2 separate regions of the Danio rerio genome follow, and region 1 is linked to region 2. The links are chromatin contacts, called in public Hi-C maps. All regions are on one chromosome and are shown on one strand. Each heading gives the region's core, a stretch centred on a gene start, on an enhancer-like site or on the middle of the called end of the contact. The rest is flanking DNA. Distances are from core to core; before and after follow the strand shown. Region 1 has its middle 150 kb from the start of tpcn2. Region 2 has its middle 110 kb from the start of ccnd1.

The links. A called contact is a pair of places that touch in the nucleus more often than the background predicts.
Region 1: a contact with region 2 is called in a Hi-C map of embryo, with 2.3 times the contacts expected there. The contact joins two enhancer-like sites. A contact is called at or near these places in 1 of 18 Hi-C or Micro-C datasets (embryo) and 1 of 4 datasets of contacts at active chromatin or transcription factors (caudal fin).

Annotation. Positions count from the first base shown.
Region 1 is chr7:69,877,613-69,882,046 of GRCz12tu, reverse strand. No RefSeq gene overlaps it. Among named protein-coding and RNA genes, the nearest start is that of tpcn2, 150 kb to the left of the region's middle. Within about 2 kb of position 1,481, at least 21 of the 62 cell types and tissues checked have an H3K27ac peak or open chromatin away from gene starts, as enhancers often do.
Region 2 is chr7:69,745,543-69,750,687 of GRCz12tu, reverse strand. No RefSeq gene overlaps it. Among named protein-coding and RNA genes, the nearest start is that of ccnd1, 110 kb to the right of the region's middle. Within about 2 kb of position 2,422, at least 19 of the 62 cell types and tissues checked have an H3K27ac peak or open chromatin away from gene starts, as enhancers often do.

The DNA of each region.
Region 1 (4,434 bases), core at 232-2,731, 130 kb before region 2:
TTCATTTATTTATTCATTCATGTACTCAAGGAATGTCTGACCATTCATTCATTCATTCATTCATTCATTCATTCATTCATTCATTCATTCATGTAATCACTAAATGTCTGACCTTTCGCTTATTCAGTCAGTCAGTCAGTCAGTCAGTCAGTCAGTCATTGATAATTAATTGAATGTCTGATCATTCGTCATTCATTCATTGATTCATTAATTGATTGATACATTTATGTTCTCACTGAATGTCTGATCATTCATCATTTATTCATTCATGTGCTCACTGAATGTCTGAAGTTCCGTTCATTTAGTCAATCAGTCAGTAAATTATTTACTGCTCATTGTGCTCATTGAATGTCTAATCACTCACTCATTCATTAATCCGCTCACTGAATGTCTGATAATTCATTTATTTAATCATTAATTCATTCAAACATTTACCCACCCATTGGGTAATTTCAATAATTTTTTTAAAATATTTATCTCATGGCAGGATTGTCCATTTTTTTGCTCACAAATTTGTGATTGATTAAATGAATGACCAGACATTTAGTGAGAAAGTTATTGAGTAAATGAAAAATATTAATAAAAATTCATTCACTGAAATGATTGGTCATTATAGATCAGTTATTACCCTGGTTATTGATTGAATTAAATTATAATTTAATAATTGCCTTTGCCATCCAATAAATTTAATTTATTTAAGCAATCATTGATTTGGTTCATCTCAATTGTTTGGTTATTTTTTCAGTCATTCATGAATTAAACAATATTAATTATCTATTCATTCATTCATTCATTCATTCATTCATTCATTCATTCATTCATTCATTCATTCATTCATTCATTCATTCATTCATTCATTCATATATTCATTTATTCAGTAAATCTGGATTATTTATGCTTTCCAGTAATTTATGTCATCTATTAATTAAAATTAATTAATTAATTAATTAATTAATTAATTAATTAATTAATTAATTAATTAATTAATTAATTAATTCATTTATTCATTTATTCATTTATTCATTCATTCATTCATTCATTCATTCAATTATTCATTATTTCTTCACCTTTTTAAAATGTTGTTTACTCATTAATTAATATGATGTTAATTTATTAATTGTATAGCTCACTCACTCACTCACTCACTCACTCACTCACTCACTCACTCACTCACTCACTCACTCACTCACTCATCCATTTACAAGAATGTAGTTTCTTTTATTCTCCCACTCTCTCTGCATGGCTGCTTACTCATTTATTTATTAACTAAACATTCACTCACTCATTGCTTTATCATTGATTTCCCCACATATGAACTCATCCAGCTCATTAATTTGAACAGTTCTTCATTTTTGCAGTTGCCCATGTGATCTGCAGCGAACAGGATAATAGCCTTGTGCCTGTACAGCAGGATCCTGATCCCTCCCTCTGCCCTTGGCTCATGTTTCCCTAAGAGGCTGGAATGCATGAATGGAGGCCTCTTCATATCAGCAGCTCGCTCCTTCATTCACAAATGTTTATGCCATCAGTCACCTGACCTACAATGTTCAAACAGGGGCGGATGCCGACATAGCGGAACTTAAACGTTCAATGCTATTATTGATGTTTACCTTTGGTTCATTTCCCACTGAGTGTACCTGATTAACAAAAAGAACAATGTAAACAGCTCATCATTTCCTCTTACATGCTTCCAATGAGGTCTAAAAGGGAAACTGAGGTGCAGTTCGGTTAAGATAGCGTAAAAAAAAATGTTTTAGGAAATAAATGTAAGAGAATCCTGTCATACTCTAATAATAGTACTGTGTGGAGCGAATTTTTTCGAAAGTGTGTCATTTTCAATATGAACAAAGGACGTTTTCTGTCTTCTAGGAGAAATGTTTAACTTTGGGGTGTGCTCATACGCAGCCATTTAATTGTGTGTGGCCAAAAAAGAAAATCCCTGTCATATTTACACACACATTAATGATGAAGGGGTCTCTCATCACCTTCTCTTGTATTCTTTCACAAGTTAAATGACACGCATGGCCGACCCAGCTACAAGTAAACGGAAGGACACACCAGCCTAAACAGAACCGGTGGCTTTGTCCATCTCAAAGATGCTGCTTTGATAAATGACTCGGGTTCTTGGTCATGCAAACAAGGGCCTGATCCCAGGTCAGCCCTGAGACCTTCGCCGTGATAGATTGCACCTGGTTTGAGGGGTAAGGTATTTTCTGTTCATTGGTGGCTGTTCATAATTGTACGCAGCTGCTTTTTTCCACTGTTGTGTGTCCAGAGGCCCACAGGGTGCTGGTCTGAGGTAAGCCATAACAATCATGGCAGACAAGTCAACCCCCCCCCCCCCCCCCCCCCCCCCCCATTTGGTCTCATACATCTTCTCAAGGTCATGCAGAGGTTTCAACTGTCCCATTGCTCAACGGAAAATCTCACCGCTTACAGCTGATTCTAAATCGGTGAATGTTTAAAAACTGAATTGTGCGACTGGCCATCCAGACATGCAAATTTCAGCTTTGAAACACTAGAGTTGAAGGGAAGAATGCTATAAATCTGACCACACTGACTAAATGAACCATACCATGTGTTCGTCATAAGCATACAACATGTAAAAAAAAAAACAGCCCTGCAAATTCCCTTCCACTTTCCTACACCAACAAGTGGTTGTTGAGGCTTGGGCTTAAACGGCACCCGCTATCTTTTCTTGAATTCGGGGACTGAAAGACAATGGCCTCCAAGTCTTGAGTCTGGGACCTGTCACTTTAAATCATCCGTGATGTAGATTTGATGTGACATCCTGGAAAGCATGATAATGAAGAAAGCTTCAGACACCGCTATCAATACTGTGATTCTCACAGTGTCCAGTCCACCTCGCACCAAACCAAGACCCCCCTCACCGAAGGACATAACATCAGGACATCATTAGTGCAATGTCATTGTGGACCGTGAACACCCTCTGCAAAAAAAAACGGGTGTGTGATAGTTTGTGCTTATCAGGGAATGGCAGAGCTTGTCTTCATGGTTCTCAGGATTGGGTTTTCTTGTAACATCGCATGACAGAAACTTCTTGGATGACAATAAGACAATGTGTTATGGCCATTTCTCACGTCATGATCTGAAAGTAGTTATTATTTTTGTTTGTTCCCCCTACATTATGAGGTTGAACTGTACCTTACATTGCCTAATGCTTCTAGAGTATACTGTGGAATGATTTCAGGGATGTTAACTTCAATGAACCAAGACTTTTTTATTGCCTTTTTATCCCAAGACCTTGAATTTTATAGTTTGATACTGAAAGTGAAATTGCATACTGTTTTCAGAAACAAATGATAAACTATGATACCTTTTTTTTTAACTCTTTAGGTCAATTCTACATAACTTTTCAGAATTTAATGGTGGCTTACAATTATTTCCCATATACTATAAAAACAAACAGTCAACTATATTAAACAAAATGAGTGTAGTTAACTCAAAATTTACTGAAAGTTAATTCTACTCATGTGAAAAGAGTTTTGAACTCAGTGTTAAAAGTAATGAGTTAATTAAATTCCTTATTACTTCAGCTTAAATGGAGTAAGTTCACAGTACTTATATAGATTAGTTTTTAACTCAAATGCAATCGGTTTTCTCAAAAGGTTTGAGTTGCCTTAACTTATTGGGTTTTACAGTACTCAGTTGGTTTGAGTTCTCTTCATTTATCGGGTTTTACTGTGTTCAAATGGCTCCGTTTACTCAAAAGGAGTAAGATCACAGTTCTCATTAGGATTTATTTTTGAACTAAAATGGTTTGTTGCAATCAGTTTCCTCAAATGGTTCTAGTTATCTTAAATTTTGTCATCATTTACTCAACCTTCCTTCACTTGTCACAAAACTATTTGAGTTTCTTTTTTTTCGGCACTGTAAAACCCAAAAAGTTAAGGTAACTCAAACCATTGAAGGAAACCAATTGCCACAAATTATTTAAGTTCAAAAACAAATGCTAATAACTTAATCCATTTGAGTAAGTGAAGCAATTTTAGCACAGTAAAACCCAATAAATGAAGAGAACTCAAACCAACTGAGTACTATAAAACCCAGTAAGTTAAACTGATTTCTACAAACCCTTTGAGGTAATAAACTAATCTATATGAGTACTGTGAACTTACTCCATTTAAGTAGAATGAGGTATTTAATTAACTCATCACCTTCAACACTAAGTTCAAACCTCTTTCTACATGAGTAGAATTAACTTTCAGTCAATTTTGATTTTAAAACAAAATCCTGAAACCCAGTAATCATTGATTTTAATAGGTTACAAGTTTCTAAATTTTCAAAATTATTTTTTTTTTAGTAAAAAAACCCCTCATTAAGGTATGAAACTATTTGAGGTTGAGTAACCTTTCATTTCTGGGGGACACATCCCTTTAACAGACATTTAGCTCAGTTGTCTTAAGTTAATAA
Region 2 (5,145 bases), core at 1,173-3,672:
GTAAATTGATATAGTTGATATCAGTAAATAGTTTACAGGAGAATCACCCGGAATGAATAATTTAAATCAGTGAATCGTTTAATTGAGACTTGCTCTGAATGGATCATTTGAATCAGTGAAAAGTTTACTAGAGAGTCACCCTGAATGGATCATTTTTATCAGTGAATAATTTACTGGAACTTTACTCTAAATAAATCATTTGAATGAGTGAATAGTTTATTGGAGAATCACCCTGAATTGATCAATTGAATCAGTGAACTGTTTATTGGAGACTCACTTTAACTAGATCATTTTAATGAGTGAATCATATTGGAGACTCAGTTTAAATGGATCCTTCGAAAGAGTAAATAGTTTACTGGAGACTCACCCTGAATGGATCATTTGAATCAGTGAATCGTTTATTGGAGACTCAGTCTGAATGGATCATTTGAATCAGTGACTCATTTACTGGAGAATGACTTTGAATGGATCATTAGAATTAGCAAATAGTTTACTGAAGAATCACCCTAAATGGATCATTTGAATTAGTAAATTGTTTATTGGAGAATCGCTTTGAATGGATCATTTGAATTAGCAAATAGTTTACTGGAGAATCACCCTGAATGGACCATTTGAATCAGTTAATTGTTTATTGGAAATTCACTTTGAATGGATCATTTGAATCAGTGAATAGTTTACAGGAGAATCACCCTGAATGGATCATTTGAGTCAGTGAATTGTTTTTTGGAGACTCGCTCTGAATGGATCCTTTGAATCAGTAAGTCATTTACTGGAGACTCACTTTGAATATATAATTTGAGTCAGTGAATAGTTGACACCCTGAATGGATGATTGAAATCAGTGAATCATTTATTTGTGACTTGTTTTGAATGGATCATTTGAATCAGTAAATAGTTTACTAGAGACTCACTTTGAATGTATAATTTAAATCAAAGAATAATTTATTGGTGAATCCCTCTGTATGGATTATTTGAATCATTGATTCATTTATTGGAGACTTTCTTTGAATGGATCATTCGAATTAGTGAATAGTTTCCTGGAGAATCACTCTGAATTGATCATTTGAATCAGTTAATTGTTTATTGGAGACTCACTCTGAATGGATCATTTGAATGAGTGCATCATTTACTGGAGATTTACTATGAACAGATCATTTGAATCAGTACATAATTTACAGGAGGCTTACTCCGAACAAATCTTTTGAATCAGTGAGTTGTTGAATCATTATCAGACGTCAGTCCAAATATAAAATTAATTGTTAAGTGTAATTTATGAACTGATTTAACCAGTTAACAGATAAATGTCAGCTTGATCACAAGTTTAATACTGATACCTCATCTCTGAGCAGGTGTCAATTTCTCCCCTTCAAATTAATGCTTTACTCTGTTATATTCAGTAAATGTAATGAAGTAAAAAGTACAGTATTTTGTTTTGAAATGTAGAAATTTTAGAAAGTTTCCTTAAATAATAATTCAGATACTTAAAACACTAAAGTTTAGTAGTGAGGTAAAAATATTGATTTACTCTCCGCTACTGCTGTTCAATAGATAAAAGACATATTCAAAACATACGTGGTACACAGTTATTTTAACCGCAGCTATTCTGCTTGCAGCCTAGAGTGAGACCTTATAAAAAGTCCCATGCATGCCTGCGTAGTGTCGATGACACGCTGCATTTTATGACCTCTGCACTCCAATTGCTGCCATTAAGGCCCAAGACAAAAGGTCCTCTCAGAAACGTACATATTTTCCCACATGCAAAATTGGAAATTGGAAACTTCCTCTCACAAGCTGCAAGGCTTTGTGCTGGGCAGTCATGAAAGGCCTGTCTGGTGAAGAGGTGGAGTGGGGGAGAAGCAGAGGTTCGGGAGGAGGGGAGGTCATGTGTGTGTGCTTGGCCTAAGGACTGAAAGCAGAGATCCCTGTCTTTTTGGAAGAACAGGAATGTCTTTTGAAGTGGACATAAACACCTAGCATCTTTCAGCAGGAGAAACCAGCTGATGAGGTGATATAGATGAAGGAAACTCATTTGGACCATATCAACTTGACCACATCTTAGCTAATTGCTCACAGAAATGGCATACTACGATGCCGACAAGCGTGGTAAAAGGTCATAGCAATGTTTCATATCACCTACATCCACAGCAATCAACCAGACTGAACTGAATCTGCAATGATTAAACACAATTTCCAACCTAACAATCTTGGATTCTAAATCTCACTCAATTGAATCATCTTGACTATGGTAACATTTATCCTGGATCAATGGCTCAACTGACATGGACTTTATTTTATGTCACGGTGTAGACATCAACCTAACCATTGCTGTCAGTACAAATCCTCAGCAGGAATTACACCATTGCAAACTGGATTTGCCATCAATGAAATCCAGATTTGGAGAGGAATGCATGGTATGGCCGGAGGGGAGGAGTTACAAAAAGATGGTCAGTAGGCAATGAGGGGGGCAGTGGGGGTGGCCGGCTCTCCCATACTCATTATCAATCTGTAAATATTTACTCTTCCACATCATTACTTTCCAATCATCACATACTTGATCATGTATGAATCAGAACGCAGTGGAGGAAATGAAAAATAAACTGATGTCAGCGCTCTGTGACCGTTCATTATTCTTTAGAACCAACATGCTGAGGTATGTGGAACTTGATAAAAGCACATGAATGGTAGCCAAAGTCATACCAGCTTCACATTATGTAATTGTATGTTAATGATTGCTTCAAAGAGTGATCTATACATTTCCATCCAATCGTCAACTTTTAAAGCAATGGTAAAGACAATTACTAACCTAGAGCTTTGTAAATAGTTTGAGGTAATCAATATTTGGTCACACTTTATTTCAAAGTGCAGTTCTTACTATTAAAAAACAAATAATTGTGACAATTAGCTCAATAAACTCCTAATCTGCTACTTATCAATTGTTATTAAGATATGTTAGGCATGTAGAATAAGATCATGCAGAATATGTTCTTGATGGGAAGTTTATTTATACACTAATTTCGAAAAGATCACATGCTTATGATTGCTTGTGGAATGCTATGATTGCTTGAGTTTCTGTGCGGAGTTCACACGTTCTCCCCGTGCTCACGTGGGTTTCCCTTGGGTTCCCCGGTTTCCTCCCACCTTCCAAAAACATGCAACTTAAGTTAAGTGACTAATCCAAATTGGCACCATAGACATGCTCCTATTAAATAGTTATCTCTTAGGAACAATCACTATGTGTTTATTAACTACTACAGCAGGAGAGTTTTAGAGAAATACCTGAGCTCAAACTCTCACCTTGCAAAATGGAGGGAGCCCCAGGCTCGAGAATCTTATGAGCTCAGGGCTCTCCCTCGGGACAGCATGCCAAACAAGCTTTATAATCAATCATCAGCTAAGTGTGAACCTAACAGCCAATAGGAGCACCAGTAGAGCTCATGTGATCCTCTTTCAGCTCGTTTAGAGGCCGGTTGTATTCTCCGGACTGTACACCTACAAAGACCTGCGATTGCAGAAGGTCGCCACCCAAAGCGACAGGCAGCTACAAAGTTGCTGCTAGTGTGAATGAGGCATTAAAGGGGTAGCACTTCGGATACTCCAATCAGCGCCGCAACACGGCGCCCACATGAGAGTTGGAAGTAACGCACACTGGACGCGCATGTCCCCATGTTATTGAAAATGAAACGATCGGCGCTCTGTGAGGGGCAATGTGGTGGCGCAATAGGTAGTCCTGTCGCCTCCCAGCAAGAAGGTAACTGGTTCAAGCCTAGGCTGGGTCAGTTGGCGTTTCTGTGTGAGTTCCCATGTTCTCCCCGCGTTCGTGTGGGTTTTCTCCGGGTGCTCCGGTTTCCCCCACAAGTCGTCCAAAGACATGTGGTACAGGTGAATTGGGTAAGCTAAATTGCCTATAGTGTATGAGTGTGAATGAGTGTGTATGGATGTTTCCCAGGGTTTGGTTGCAGCTGGAGGGCATCCGCTGTGTAAAACATGTGCTGGATAAGTTGGCGGTTCATTCCGCTGTGGCAATCCTGGAATAATAAAGGGACTAAGCAGAAAAGAAAATGAATGAATGAATGAATGGGGCTCTGTGGCCCGGCAAAAATATTCTGTCCTGAGTCGTAGCTGGGCACTGAGGACAGCCATCGACTTGCAGCACTGGTGTGCGCACCTAGTGGTTGGAGGGGGGGGGGGTGTTGCAGATAAAAGTAAGGACTGTAAAGTAAGGATAAAAGCTGGCCCTGCTTATACACTGCGGCCATCCATTCACACACACATTCATACACTATGTCCAGTATAGTTAATCTAATTCATCTATAGTGCATGCCTTTGGACTGTGGAGTAACACGAGGAATGAGGAAACCCACGTCAACAAACTCCAAGAAACACCAACTGGCCCAGCCAGGAATCGAACCAACAACCCTCTTGCTATGAGGTGACAATGCTAACCACTAAGCCACCGTGTCACCTACCACTAGAAAATATTAGTGAGAGTTGTTTCTATACTACAGTGTTACCCAATATTACAAAAAGCTTCTTGTAATCACCCAATGCCTTGACCAAAAGTTGTCAAAGATGTCATACAATATAGAATAAGATGAAAGGGTATGAAAACCTAGTTGTCTTTGTAAGGTTGACAAGTAAGACATTCTCATGGATCAACATCTTTTGTTGCTACTGGAACCACATTCCTTTGCCAGGCCTATCCCGCATGTAACATCCATTTACTCTGCTACATGCAATAACACTTTAGATAGGCTTGTGTAAAACAAAAGTTGCTTCCCAGACCCCTGCAGTGACCAGAGCATGGCAAAAGAAAAAAGTGACAAGACATGGTTGCTCGAGTCTTAGTGAAGGCCTCTTCTCTTTCAACATCTTAACATGGAAGGACTTTGGAAAAAGGGACTCTATACGGGTCTGAGGCATTCCTGCAGCTCTTTTGGATTTAAAGAGTCTCCGATTTCAAGGTGGTCAAATCTTTGGCTTCTCAAAAGTGAAAGTCTAGAGTTTCGGGTGAATACCAGCATTCCTTTTCATTGCTCTTCTGGTGGCTACAGAGACCCTCTGTTAAATAGCCCATAAGCCTGTAAAATGGCAGATGGGGTCTGTCAGGAGAGTCAAAGACCACCAGTAAAAATGAGCATGTTGACAC